Linked DNA regions of Zea mays: region 2 is linked to region 1. A link is a contact called in public Hi-C data. All regions are on one chromosome and are shown on one strand. The core of a region is the stretch at or near the end of the contact, and the rest is flanking DNA. Distances in the headings are between cores, read along the strand shown.

Region 1 (7,350 bases), core at 2,687-5,186:
TGCCATTCGATAGAGTGAGGCTGACAGCAGCTAAGTCCAGCCTTGGGCGCCATGGGAAGCTCTGCCTCGCCCGACCCAGGGCTCGGACTCAACCTCGACCCCGGAAGACGGACTCTGCCTCGCCCGACCCCAGGGCTCGGACTCAGCCTCGGCCTCGGAAGACGGTCTCCGCCTCGCCCGACCCAGGGCTCGGACTCAGCCTCGACCCCGGAAGACGGACTCCGCCTCGCCCGACCCCAGGGCTCGGACTCAGCCTCGACCCCGGAAGACGGACTCCGCCTCGCCCGACCCCAGGGCCCAGACTCGACCTCGACCTCGGAGGAGCCTCCGCCTCGCCCGACCTCGGGCTCGGACCCGCCACGTCACAGGGAAGGCCATCATTACCCTACCCCTAGATAGCTCAGGCTGCGGGGGACAAGACCGGCGTCCCATCTGGCTCGCCCCGGTAAACAAGTAATGATGGCACCCCGCGTGCTCCATGACGACGGCGGCTCTCAGCCCCTTACGGAAGCAAGGAGACGTCAGCAAGGATCCGACAGCCCCGACAGCTGTACTTCCACAAGGCTCAAGCACTCCTCCGACGGCCACGACATCACATGAACAGGGCGCCAAAACCTCTCCGGCTGCCACGACGGCATGTACTTAGGGCTCTAGCTCCTCTCTGCTAGACACGTTAGCACACTGCTACACCCCCCATTGTACACCTGGGCCCTCTCCTTACGCCTATAAAAGGAAGGTCCAGGGCTCTCGTACGAGAAGGTTGGCCGCGCGGGAGAACGGGCCGACGCACAGGGCTCCCTCTCTCTCTCTCTCTCCCACGCGGATGCTTGTAACCCCCCTACTGCAAGCGCACCCGACCTGGGCGCAGGACAACACGAAGGTCGTGGGTTTCCCCTTTGCCGTTTCTCCCCCCTTTGTGCTCCATCTCGCGCCGACCCATCTGGGCTAGGACACGCGGCGACAATTTACTCGTCGGTCCAGGGACCCCCCGGGGTCGAAACGCCGACAGTACCCGACACGATAGGTGCGGGTATGGGTGGAGGTTTTGACCCGCAGGTGCAACCCGCATCCGACCCGAAGTTTCGCGGGCGTTGGTGCGGGTTTCTATTTTAACCCGTGGGTGACCCGCACCCGATCCAAATATTGGTTCATTCTTTATTTTGCATAAAAATAATTAAGATACAATACTAATTATTTTGAATAATTAACTTAGCTAATGATTCATAAAATATTCTGTTGCTGGTCAACGTGAAAAGGCTTAAAATCTATAGATATAACTCAATTATTGTTGTTACTCAATTACTTATACATGAATTATTTTTAAAAGTGTACATTAATGCCACGTTTGATCATTGGAATTGAATTTCATTCTAATAATAGTAATTTAGGTATATATCAATTAAGCTAATTTGATTTTATGTAAAATATATTTGTATACTATTATTAGTAAGATATCGGAGATATTTATGTGCTCCATTTTTATTATAAAGAAGTGAACCGAAGAGCGTCATGTAAGTTACAGAGTAAAAACAAATTCTAGTAATACATAAAATCATTTCCCATGCCCCACTCATGAATTTGAGATAGACTTATATCTGAACTTTGGAAAGTGATGAAATGTCAAACTCAAAGCTAAATAGGTTACTTTATTAAGTGAATTCTAATTTCCCTAAAACGAAGGTATCCAAATGCCCCCGCGAGAGTTTTTCATGACTCGATAGTTTGATTGCACGGTAACTTGATAGTTTGATAATTTTTACCGACATTAAAAACTTTTAATGTGATTTCTCTGTGACTTGTAGGTATATCCAGAGCACATGTGCTACCACAGGAGATAGGTTTGTACGAGGGTCTTGACTGGCTCTCGAACAACATTGCAAACAAGGTATTGATTACCAAACTCCACACACTCGTTTGCAAAATTATTGTAGTTTAATCAGCATTCCCATGATCTTTGAAATAAGTCGGACCTTTTTCGCTGCTTAGCATTACCAAGACTGTCATGTACTCATGCGGCACACTGACATACCAATGAACACAGGCCTGATTGGATATTTCTGCGGTTTCACGGAGCACATGGTGAGGCATTTTCCGCAGAAACGGAGCCATGGTCATTTTGATGATTGTTGTTTCATTGGAATGTTTAAGTGTTGTATTTCTTTGGTAGGCTTTTCAGAGAGCTGGTTTTGTTTTGTACTTATGTTGCGTGATTACTCTCAATACATGTTCCGATGTTAAGACACTGTAATTGGCCATTAGCGCTGGTAGATCGTTTACTGAGCAATTCAGTTCATTTTAATGCATCGCAATTGTGCTGTACGATAAGGTTATCACTTGACATTCGCATTGTGGGTATAGTTCGATATGTATCCGGTTCCTAACCACAGCTTATTCATGGCAAAGTTTTAAGATCTTTACCAAATTTCAAAGGAAGGGTATAAAATGCATTGAGAAAACGATGACAACGTCAATCGGCCACATCTTACATTATTATTATTCAGCAAAGCTCCTATCTAGCCTTGCAGCTCCAGCCGTCGCAGGCGCTCCACCTCCCTGCCGATGACGCCGCAGCGCACCATGCTGGCCACCGTCCGCCACAGCAGCCGGAGGTCGCCCCACGGCTCGCCAGGCACCATCCGCTTGTACAGGTAGCTTTCGAACGTCCGCCGCTGCACGTAGTCGTCGGAGCACATCTCCACCAGCGCCTCGCGGCCGGCATTCCCGCCGTAGAACACGCGCTGCAGCAGGTCCAGGAACCGGAACATGAGCAGGAACTCGTCGTCCCAACGCCGCAGGTAGCCGCGCCTCAGCCCGGCCTCCGTCACGGAGCCCGTGCGCGCCCACTCCTCCGCCATGGCCTGCCCGCACAGCCGCCCCGACTTTGCCGCGAAGTAGATGCCCTCGCCGGAGCACCGCGTGACGTACCCCGCCGCGTCGCCGACTAGGGCCACGCGCCCCACGACGCGGCGCGGGCGCGGGTGCTCTGGGATCGGGTGGGCCTCCACCTTGACTACGCGGCCGCCGGCGATCTTGGGGCCCGCGCGCGCCCGGATGCCGGACTGGAGGCGCTTGATCTCCGGCTTGGCGGCGACGGTGCCGGTCCCGACGGCCACGTGGTCGCACTTGGGGAACACCCAGCCGTAGAAGTCCGGGGACACGTCCCCGCCCACGTACATCTCGGCGAGGTCGTCGTAGTACGCCATGCCGGCGTCGGGGAGGCGGATGCGCTCCTGGAACGCGATGGCCGTCGTGTAGTCCCCGGCCCCGACCTCGCGCGCCACGCGGCTGTTGGCGCCGTCCGCGCCGACGATGGCGTCCACCTCCAGCACGCTCCGTCCCGCTCCCACGCCCTCCGGGGAGGACGAGATGTAGTGGACGAGGTAGGGGTCGGCGGGCCCCGCGGGGAGCGAGAGCGAGGTGACGAGGCCCGGGACGAGCTCGGCCCCGGCCTCGACGGCGCGGCGGCGGAGGAAGGAGTCGAGCACCTCGCGGCGGAGCATGGGGATGTGCGCCCCGGGGGGCAGCGCGCGGGAGAAGTCGGCTGCGAGGTTGGAGGGGGAGAGCACGCGCATCCGGGTGACGCGGCGGTCAACGAGGTCCCGCGGGATGGCGAACTCGTCCAGCATACAGAGTGGGATGGCACCGCCGCAGGGCTTGGCGCCCGCGGGGCTGCGCTCGAGGAGGAACGTCCGGGCCCCCGCCGAGGCCAGCGCCTCGGCAGCCGACGCGCCCGCGGGGCCACCCCCCACTACGGCGACGCGCAGCGTGCGCGCTGACGACGATGAGGAGGTGGTGGTGGCTGAGCAGGAGATGATGATGCGCGCTGGCGAATAGCAGGCGGCGGCGGCCATGGTTGTCGCTGTGGTTTGGGCGACTCCGGGAGATTCACTATGGGCTGGACGCTGGAGATTTCCTTCTTGGAGTCTAGCTGCAGGCGCGGTGTGGTGGCTCTGCAGTGGCAGTGTGACAGTTGGAATATGGGTAACAATATGATCTAAATTTTACAATAAAATTTAAGGATCTAATTAAAATCAAGTCTTATTTTTATTTATTTTTTAACTACAATTTATTTAAGGCACTATCATTTTATTAAGAAACATTTGGATCTTAATTCATTACCACCTCTACGTCCTCTACTTGGAACTCGGAAACGGGGGACGAGCCGTCCAGGTACGATTTCGAAGTGTCACTTGTTTACCGTTGGATCTAAAATGGACACATCAAGTGCTTTCAAACATACAGATTTAAAAAAAACCCGGGTTTTTGAAATGCACTGTCTGCAAACACTTGTAAGCGTGTTCAGAAGAGGGCAAAGCACAAGGTATTTTCAGAAACAAGCAGAAAATCAAACAGAAAAGCTTCATGTAAGAACTCAATGTCAACTGGAGAGTCTGCATACATCAGCTGCATTTCTCTTGCCACAAGTTAGGGCACTTCAACGGACAACAATACACGAATTTAGATTCTTCCTCTGCGAGGTGTTTTCAGGAGCACAGGTCATGGGATTGCTAGGCACAGTCCACATTGTTTTCAATATCAAACAGACTGTCCCATATGACAATTGCAGGACAGGTAATCACAATGGCTAATGAAACGTCCAGCTGCCAGACTCAAATGAAGCGTAGCTTCTTCCTTGCCACCTCTGTATCTGTAGTAGCAACAGCATAATTTTGTAAACATAACGGAAACAATGGCTGTCTCGTGGCGTCTCAACTTAACTGGACGGCACATAATGTACCTCAAATCCTCATGATGCTTGTGGGTCGGTTCCTGAGTTGTCGTCCATGGGCATTCCCCTGTTAACAAGTATTCTATCACGATTCATATGTATAGATGGAAAGGTCGGCCTGATCTGGTTAAAACATTTTCTGGGTAAACCCGCCCCAACCCGTAGGCCGTAGCTATTCTCCTCCGGTTTGGTACCCACAGATACGACAACAGCCAAGGTGGTGGCAGTGAGCGCCATGCAGGTGTCGTACAACAGATCGTAGGCCACACGGAAGAGGACATATCCGCCTCCGTGGAAGTAGATGATCAGCGGCAGCCAGTCATGGACGCCGGACCCGGACGGCACGAAGAGGCAGCACAGATGAGATGGGAAGGCAGGATTGTCAAGGTAGCGGCTGCAGTTTCTTTACTCAATTGGCAGGACCGGTATCAGCAACTTCAATAAGATAGGAAGGTGCACCGACAGCAGGAAGAAGATGAACCCACGGGTTAAGTGGTTTGGACACGATGCAAACCAGCATGTACATTGCCTCTATGTGCGGTTTGCTATGGTCTTCCTGGGTTGGGCTGGGTTGTAACCAGACTATGAACAGGCCTAGGGAGAGGGAGGGGGGAAGAAGAGAGTACACGTACAGTTCTTTTGCTTCAAGTTTAAGCTGATCAATATGATTCTGCAGGTCAACACAAGCAGCCTGAATAGCTATATTTTTTTGACACAGCTCCTGCCATTCCATTTTCAGGGCATGCAGCTGTCCTCCAGTATTTTGCTGATTAAAAAACAAATTATGAGCTGACAATGAAATATTATCATGACTCAAACTTCCAAATAAAGAGATCAATGCTTATAACCTGGTGGAACTTCCTCTCGCGATTGACATTTTCTATCCTTTCATTGTATTCTACAGCCATCTTTTGCATCCTGCATATAAGATGGCAGATCATGTCTCAAATCCATATAAGTGTGACACTGATTGGTAATATTTTAAACCTATAAAACATGTAGAGTGCTTCAGTGGACATCTAAGCTCGCACTATCACTGACATATCACACATAAGATCAACAAAATATGATTTAGATACATCATTTTTTGTCGCTTCCCAATAACTGATAGTGCAATCCGTAAACCAAACTAAGGGCACATTTAGTGCGGTTCCTCCGCAGGCACTCTGTTGCCGGAGCGGGAGCCCCGGAAACCAGCTTCGCATCCATACATGTAAAACAGCCCCAGTTCCTCTTCCACAGGTGCAGAAGCGTTTCTCCTCTCCTGGCTGTTTGGTGCAACTCCGGCTCCAGCCTCCGACGCCGAAGCTGCCAATGGAGCCATAGCCAGCATGGCACCAAACAGGCCGTGTTCTAAATGGAAGGCAAGAAAGAAGAGACACGACATTGTCAAGGACCACATAGACATTAACTTACCTAGACAGAACTGATTCCATTTGTCTGTTCTGGAGCTTCCAAACATCTACGCCATATTTCAGCATAAGCTCGAGATTCTCTATCCTGCAATACTAGCACTGTTTCAAAACATATTTTCAAAATAAGGCACCAATAAATTTCTATTTATCATAAACAGAAAAACAGATAAAGGTTTGTCCAGCAATAGAGTAACAGTAATGGCTTTTCCTTTTATTCATCACTTTTATGAGGCATGAAAGTTTCAAGATTTGAAATTTGAATACATTTACTAAAAATAACATGCAGGTTTAATGACAAAAATAATGTACTGTTAGATTATAATATTATGGCTGTCATTTCATAGTTATCACTTATCAAAACATATAAATTACAGAAATGAATGGTCAAATTCAAAATTGCCCTACAGAAATCATTGAAGAGAGTAATAAAAATATAGGCATCGTGAACTTGTGACCTTTATATTAAATGGGGTAGAAAATGCAACTACGCAGAGAAAAAGTTCATTAACTCAGCATGCAGCAGATTTTATGCATTTGTGGAGAAACAAGGGCACTATTCTGACTATGGCATGTCAGGAATGGTTATGGCAGCTTATCAGTACATACGTTAGAGTTAAGATTTTTTTCACATCACGCTAAACAACAGTGCAAGCCATATTCATTATTATACAAGCTATAAACTTGTAGCTGTCACAAAAATGCTTTACTTAGTTTCTACATAGACACACAGTTCTGCAAATAGGCATCTATGTTATAGAATGTGAATACATAACCCCTGATGCACCAAAAATAATACCTTGACTTACCTTATAATTTGATGCTGCAACTGGCTCTGAGCATTCCGTAGAGCCTGCCTCCAAGCGCCAACATCATTCCTCTTGTTCATTGGAGGTGGCTCCAAACCATAGCGAGACATATCTAGCATAAAAGGAGGTTTGCCAGCCCTAACACGTTCATATTCTTTAGAAAGCATAGGATGATTCTGAAACAAAAAATGATAGCATACTTTACGTTAATTACACCACACATAGATTTTCAAACAGTCAAAACCTGCGGATTTCTTGATTCAGATCAAGGTTCCGGTTTTGATATGACACAATAGTTAAAAATCAAGTATATCTAAGATATCTATGGACTATGGAATTGAAATACATGAAAAAGAAGATAGTAGCTTCACAAGGTCCAAGTTTAATAACAGTGCTCACT
Region 2 (7,350 bases), core at 3,011-5,510, 430 kb after region 1:
ACCACATAATTAGGTGTCTCTTGCTAGCTTTACAAAGCACTTAGAAAGATTAGAATGAGAAGAAGAATGCAACCAAGCAACAAAGGAAACACAAATCACCCTCTCACAAGTCACTAAGCACTTGATTTGATTTTGGAGAGAGGATTTGATGCTTTGATTGTGTCTTGGAGTCTATTCTTTTGCTCTAGTATTGAATGGAGAAGTTGCAATGCTTGGATGGCTTGAATGGTGGTGGTTGGGAGGTATTTATATCCTCCAACCACTTCCTAGTCGTTGGCTGACTTTGCTGTCGCTGGGCACACCAGACAGTCTGATGGTGCACCGGACACTCTATTGTTCACTGTCTAGTGAGTGCCACATCAGCCGACCGTTGGGGTTTGGAGTTGTTGACCGTTGAAGTCTTCTATCTTCTTGTGGCACCGAACAGTCCGGTGTGTTCTGACTTTCTAGATTGACTCTTGACTTCTGCGATGCTGACCGCACCACAGTCAGCAAGTCGACCGTTGGGCAAAGTTGACCGTTGCTCCGTTGGCTCACCGGACAGTCCAGTGGTGCACCGAACAGTCCGATGAATTTTAGTGGACGCGCGCTGAGGAAACACGAGAGCGACCAGTTCACGGAGGGCTGCAGCCTAGGCACCGGACAGTGTCTGGTGCGCCACTGGCTGCACCAAATCTTGTATGCTCCAAACTTTGTAGAGTTCCCTTAAGTCTTTTTCTCCGTATGTTTATGTTGAACTTTATGCACCTGAGAAAAACATCCACTAGACAAACCAGTTAGTCCATATGTTTTGTAATGGACGTCAAACACCAAAATCGATTAGGCCCCGTTTGTTTCGTTGGAATTGAATTTCATTTTAATAATTATAATTTAGACAAAACTAATTAAGTTCATATATTTATATATGTAATATATTTGTATATTATCCTAAATCATATGAGAGAGATAGTTATATACTACATTTACGTTATAGCGAAGCAAGTAGAAGAGTGTGTTATAAGTTGTACATTGGAAAATAGCATGTAAATCTATAGAATAAATTTCCATCTCTCACTCCATAAATTTGAGATAGGCTTATATGATAACTTTGGAAAGTGGTGGAATGTCATATTTGAAAAAAAGTAGCCTATTCCATTAGTAAAATTACAATTCCTCAAAATAAAAGGAAACAAACGGGACCTTATAGGAAATGTTGAAGCCATTTCCCTTTCACTAACCCTTTTTATAGCTCATTCGATTGTTCATCCTCTTTCAGCTAATGAGGTGATACTATACGTAAGTGTTGCTCTGTGTGCAACTTCGTGTCGTGTTGTATTTAGCTATTTTCTCGCCATCTATCTGAGAGATAACACCCCACGCCACTTGACGAGCACGACGATTGTGAAATCGTGGGACCGTGAGTACTACAAAAGTAGAGAAGAGATCTAACTAGTTGACTATTGTCCTAGTCGTAACAAACTATATAGTAGTGGTCCGTTAAAAAAACTTTATTATTGTTACTTTACACATATCCCACCTTTTTTATAATCCTATTGTCGATGTTTGGATCCGTGGACCTAACCGACTAGTAAAATAATGTTACGTGTCCCTAACCCAGATGTGTGATGCAAGATGACATAAGTCTTTATTCTGGTTCGGGTAAGACAAAGTCTTACTTCCAGCAGAGGGGAATGAGACTTATATTTTTTGCACCTAAGTGCTTGCAGTAGGGAATACAAGTCGAACGGGAGAGAGAATAATCCCATGTCCCTAGGGTTGATTGAGGCAAATATCAATACCGTGATGAAAGAGAAAACTGTGAAGTGTTCACCTGTCTACGTGAAGCTATAGACTATCCTATTTATAGCCTCAATAAGGGTTGCCTCGAATACTGGAGTTGGCTGAGTACTGTGAGAAGGCGTCACCGTGCCCCTTAGACCGTATGGCTTAGAGTATGATTTGTGTCTACTTAATTTCTACTTAGAGCCGAGATCAAGCCGAAGGCCCTCTAGCACCAAACCTAGAGATGGCAATGGGTACCCGCGACCCGATACTCGATGGGTATTTACTCCATTAGGGTATGTATATGGGCTAAATATTCTACCCATGGGTATGTTATTGGGCAAAAATCTTCACCCAATGGATAAACGGGTATTAGAACGTTCCGCCTTTACCCATACCCGTTAACCCGTGGGTATAAAATACCCAATATAAACTTAGCCCAAGCATTAACTTGGACTTTAGTCATCCATATTTTTTACTATTAACAATCTTTTAGACCATAATGTCATAGAAGGCTTAACGATAATTTAATGACCATGTAATGGAACATGTAATGTGCTATGTAGTACTATCCTAGTGTTACTACTTTATCCAATTATCTTTGGTGTGTTGAATGGATGGTTAAATGATGCTATAAAATTTTGTAATGGTATTTATATGGATATACTTGACATTTGTATAGTATAATATTTTGATAGATGTTTAATTTTTGTGGGTACGGGTGACCCGATGGGTGACTCATACCCATATGGGTATGAGTATGGGGGTAAATCCGTACCCACTAGTGTATATGGGTGACCCGGTAAGATTAATTTTGTGTCATACGTATGAGTATGAGATAGTAATAGCCGGTTGATATTTACCCATTGTCATCTCTAACTAAACCCTTTAGCCAGGGGTTACTCATGCCGTAGTGGCGTAGTGGTTGACACAGCTGAGTGCACTGTGCAACCGTTGCCAAGCTACCAGGGCCACTCGGGCCCATCAGAACAGAGGAGACAAAGGCACAGCGGCACGTGACACGTGATGCGACTTGCGAGCAGCAGTGCAGCCCGCTTTTTTTCTTCTCTCGCCGAAAAGGGAGCAAAAAGAAAGACGAAAAGAGTAGGAAAAGCGGGGGCTGGTGGCCGCCCCTTTGCGCTCCGCTTTTCGCAAGATTCGCCCACGGCATGCCGCCCCGGCGCTGACGTCACACGCGCGGCCTCCCAGCCACGAAAACTCGTGGCTGTCGGGCGCCCGCGCCGCTGACCTGGACGCCAGCTGCCCCCCGCGCACGGCGTCACCCGATCGCAGACCGGATCGTGCGCCGCAGTCGTTTTCGCGTTGCGTGCCCCCAGAGAAAGTGCCAAGTCGCATATACACCCCTGGACCCTGGAGAATTTTTGTAACGGCCTAGTTTTCTTTTGTTTGTTGTTGTTTTGTACAAGGGTTTTTATTTGTTGCTGTTGTATTTTTGTATTACAAATGCATGCCAAAGCTGTTTCTTTTTCTAAAGATCCATGCCAAAGCTATTACCGTCTGATTTACCATACCCGACTCTCTACTACGTCATTTTGGATTTGTCTTAACTTTAACTTTTCTAAACTCCTATAATTTCCAGGAAAAGGTACGTACCATCATATGCAAGCATCTTAGTTTTTTTTTTCTAAATTCTTGGGTCGAACATGTTGATTTTTTCTTTTAAAAAAAGTTGAAGTGATTTTTTAGAAGATCTAGTGTTAAGCAAGTACATGAATAAACACAAGCATAAAAATAACTTCTCAACCTTTAGCTATCCCAGTTTCCCGATTCCCGATCCTAGACTACAAAACCGGGCCGAACATTTAAAAAATACCTCCTATATTTGTGGTATTTAGTTTTTTTATGATTTCAGACTTCACTCTTGTATACAGACTAGTATAAGTAAATTATTGTTTTTTTATAATTTGTTGCATCATAATAAATCAATATTTATCCTTATCTGACTATAGAAATAATGTTAACAATCTTTAATTTATGCCAACATGGATCAGACTTTTTCTGGTTTATAGTTGTGTTTAACTATTTTTTATTTCCTGGAACAAATTTATGCCTATATAAATTGCAACAAACCAGATGCACAATTAACATGTATGCAATAACAGTTGTCTAAAAGAAAACTAAAATTCATACGCATGTGTTTTAGTAACCCCTCTAAAAAAGCTTACTAACTATTCAAACCTAATCCCGCAACAACTCTCCCTCGGTTTTCCATCGTGTGGCACAATTTTGAAAATCGATCAACCTCGAGAGATGAAGATTGAGAAAATAGATATTCTATCTATTTTTTTTATTTGTTATGTTTTAGTTAAAAATAAACTAGTCGACGACAAATATTCGAAAACGAAGGTAGTATTATACAGACAGTAAAGGAATTCTGAAGTTTGAGCTATGTTTAAATTTGAATGGAAAATTGTTTAAGCTAGATTTGAAAGGATCATTAGATCTCTCGTACCATGTCAGAATATCAATTTTTGCATTTCTGTGGGGATGTATTTGCAACTCCTCACGAGCTTTTGGTTCGGAGCCTCGGAGGAAACGCTTTTAAGGCTAGTACCCCATCTCAAATTCCTCTGTTTTCCCCCAATTCCGCAACACCCCGCTACTATATCCATTACTGCCTCAGCCTGTCTCTCTCCTCCAGCTTGGTTCCTTCCTCTCGCCGCTTCGAGAGCGCGTAGTCAGCAGCGGCTTGCGTTCCTGTCGGTCTCGCAGGCGGGAGCAGAGCAGGACGAGGATGTCGGATCAGAAGGATCCTGGGATCAAGCTCTTCGGCCGGGTGATCCCGTGGGGGCCTGAAACCGCCCCGGGAACCACGGAAGTGGAGGACCCGCCGCAGGATGAGCTGCAGCCACGGGCGCCGGAGGTTGCCGCGGCGGTGGATGAGGTTAGTTTAGTATACTCGATTGCACTTTGTCACTCCAGCGAGTGGCAGACTTGTCATGTCGCTGCAGGCGATTCGATTATGTGATCGGCGGTTCAATTTCAGTTACGCGCTCTTTTTAACTTTACTTTTCCGTTTTAAATTTAGTGTCGGGAATCTCGTCTGAGGTTGTTTAGAATTTGGAAGCGCAAGCTAAAAATAGAGCGAGATCGTGTGTGTGTGGGCGCTACGAGGTACAGGCCGATCAAGATCAGGGCAAGTTCGATTAGGATTTATGAATGGATGGATAGACCTAAAAAAGTCCATGAGGGCATGTTCGGTTTGAGGAGGTTTAAGGGGTATTGGAGCGGATTAAATCCTCTCCTATTTAGATTTAGATTTGTATAGAAGGGGATTAAATCTCTTTTAATCCCCTCAATCCACTTCTAACCGAACAATTCCTGAATGGGTTAGAATAGCGTCCCCCACGCCCCACCAAAAAAAACCCGCCCGTACACAGTTTATGCTTGGAAGTTTGGAGTCTGGACCACTTTTATCTCTCTCTCGTTTTGACGTGATGGATGCATCACGAGTAAGAACAGTTATAATAATAAACACTAAACAAACTAATGTTGAGATGGAAGAGCGAGAAAAGAAGAGAGAAGAAACGGACTATAAACTTATCATTAACTTAGACAAAGGGATAAAAAAATTATGATAGACATGTGGCCTATATGTTACTAGTGAAGAACTAACTACTCCCTCCGTTTCTTTTTAGTTGTCGCTGGATAGTTCAATTTTACACTATCCAGCGACAACTAAAACGAAACGAAAGGAGTACTATACAAGTAGGCTAAGTGATAAGTTGCAATGATCCGTACCACTATCATTTAGCTATATTATTAGTCTTGCTCTAAGAAAGTCTCCAAGGATGTTATGTAAAGAATCATCTTCGACAACGACCTCTGAATACCGAAGAGGACACTCCTTTATCCTCGATATACACAGAGACTCTCTCTTCTTTTCTCTAATCATTTTTATAATTTAGACTGCGAATCAAACAAAACTAAAGTATATATAAAGTATTTGAGGACACACAAATATGTGCGTACAAAAATCTAAAGCAAAATACGTCATATTTGATATATGGAGGACGAGATATAAAAGTTGTTGAAAAGAAAGATATAGAGAGAATAATCTTTTAGAGGATACGATTTTTTTTTAACAAAAATAGAGATATAGACAACACTGAGAAGCACACACGATTCCAGCGTCTAGGTAAACACCGATCCTCCATGACCATGACACACGATTCCACAGTACCTCTTGCAGATGCGAAGCCCACACTGAAGCACGCGTTGTGGGGCAGATGGGGCAGCCCATGCCACAGTAGCAATAGGCATATTTGGTAGGGCGTTGTCCTCCTCGCTTTGCTTCCTCAAAGTGGTTATTGCTAACGAGTCCAAATGTAGAAATCAGTGCAACGTGTAGCTTCCTTTTGGGGTGGAGTGGTCCTTTCCTTCCATTCCGTGGACCATGGCCTTGTCGCTTTTCATCCTGAAACAAAAGAGGTCTTGATTCCTTCAACAGGGACGTGTATACTTTGTATGATCAGGAAAGTGACACTAAACAGGTCCGCCTAGGAGTGTGTGTGAGGAAAAGGATTAAGAGGTGAGGTTTGAATCATCCCTTATTTAAGTTTGTCGATGCTAGGGTGTGCATCTTTCTCCGCTTTATGTACCTTCGCGTTGTCTATGGAAGAGGCCACGCTGCCACACTTGACGGACATTGTGGTTCTATTCTATGCGGATTTCTAAGACTATATATACCTATGGTGAACTTACGAGTACATTATTAGTGGTTCTAAAGTAGCACTACGTACTTATCTTCTACACATATTTGTTGTTTTCTGTTGTTTTAATACTAAAAAAAATGCTACAAATCGTAGTTGCTATTATGGCTGTTTATATCTGCTGGTAGCCTTTTTTATTTGGCCTGCTGCTACACTGCACTATTGAAAATCTCGGATATATAATAGCTTCTTGCTATAATCTTGTAGGATCAACACAATGAGAAGGAAGAGAAAAATGCTAATGAAATGGTTGTCATGCCACAAGAGAAGGGTAAAGAAACCAAGGTTGACACGCCACAACAGGAGAAGGGTAATGAAATGGAGGTTGATGCGCCACAAAAGGAACATGACGACGAAATGAAAATTGACGCACAACAAGAGGAAAAAGATGAACAAATGGAAGCCGTCGCATCACCAACGCATGGATATATAGAACCAGCCAATTTACCTCCCTCGGAGTCGGAGCACAAGAAAGGAGACGAGGGACCGATGGACAGTGCCGAAGATAAAGCAGCATCAGATGCAAAGGGGCAGAACGAGAAGACATCAAATGAGGAATCAGGCCAGGACAGGGCACTTAATAAGAAGCCAGATAAGATCCTACCTTGCCCTCGGTGCAACAGCATGGATACAAAGTTCTGCTATTACAACAACTACAACGTTAATCAACCAAGGCACTTCTGCAAGAACTGCCAGCGGTACTGGACTGCAGGGGGCACCATGAGGAACGTACCTGTTGGCGCCGGGCGGCGCAAGAGTAAGAACGCGTCATTGCACTACCGTCAACTACTGATGGCCCCTGACTGTATGCTGGGGCCTAGAGTGGACATATCAAAGCCAGTGCTCCCTGAAGGTC

Evidence for each region. Hi-C and Micro-C count contacts between places; a contact is called where the count stands out from the background.
Region 2: a Hi-C map of ear shows a contact between it and region 1, with 5 times the contacts expected there. The contact joins the promoter of LOC100275712 here to the promoter of LOC103649981 in region 1. A contact is called at or near these places in 9 of 25 Hi-C or Micro-C datasets (bundle sheath, ear, endosperm and 3 more) and 1 of 3 datasets of contacts at active chromatin or transcription factors (leaf).

What each region holds. Positions count from the first base shown.
Region 1 is chr3:40,100,800-40,108,149 of Zm-B73-REFERENCE-NAM-5.0, forward strand. LOC103649981 (geranylgeranyl diphosphate reductase, chloroplastic-like) reads right to left here and starts at 3,937. Exons shown (of 1, transcript NM_001323411.1): 1 at 2,487-3,937. The coding sequence starts at 3,851. The coding sequence ends at 2,514. It overlaps LOC100284614 (BCAS2 protein), which reads right to left. Exons shown (of 7, transcript NM_001317967.1): 2 at 6,951-7,126; 3 at 6,146-6,229; 4 at 5,578-5,647; 5 at 5,362-5,495; 6 at 4,739-4,796; 7 at 4,330-4,648. The coding sequence ends at 4,748.
Region 2 is chr3:40,532,471-40,539,820 of Zm-B73-REFERENCE-NAM-5.0, forward strand. LOC100275712 (cyclic dof factor 2) reads left to right here and starts at 4,261. Exons shown (of 2, transcript XM_020549614.3): 1 at 4,261-4,666; 2 at 6,702-7,350. The coding sequence starts at 4,517.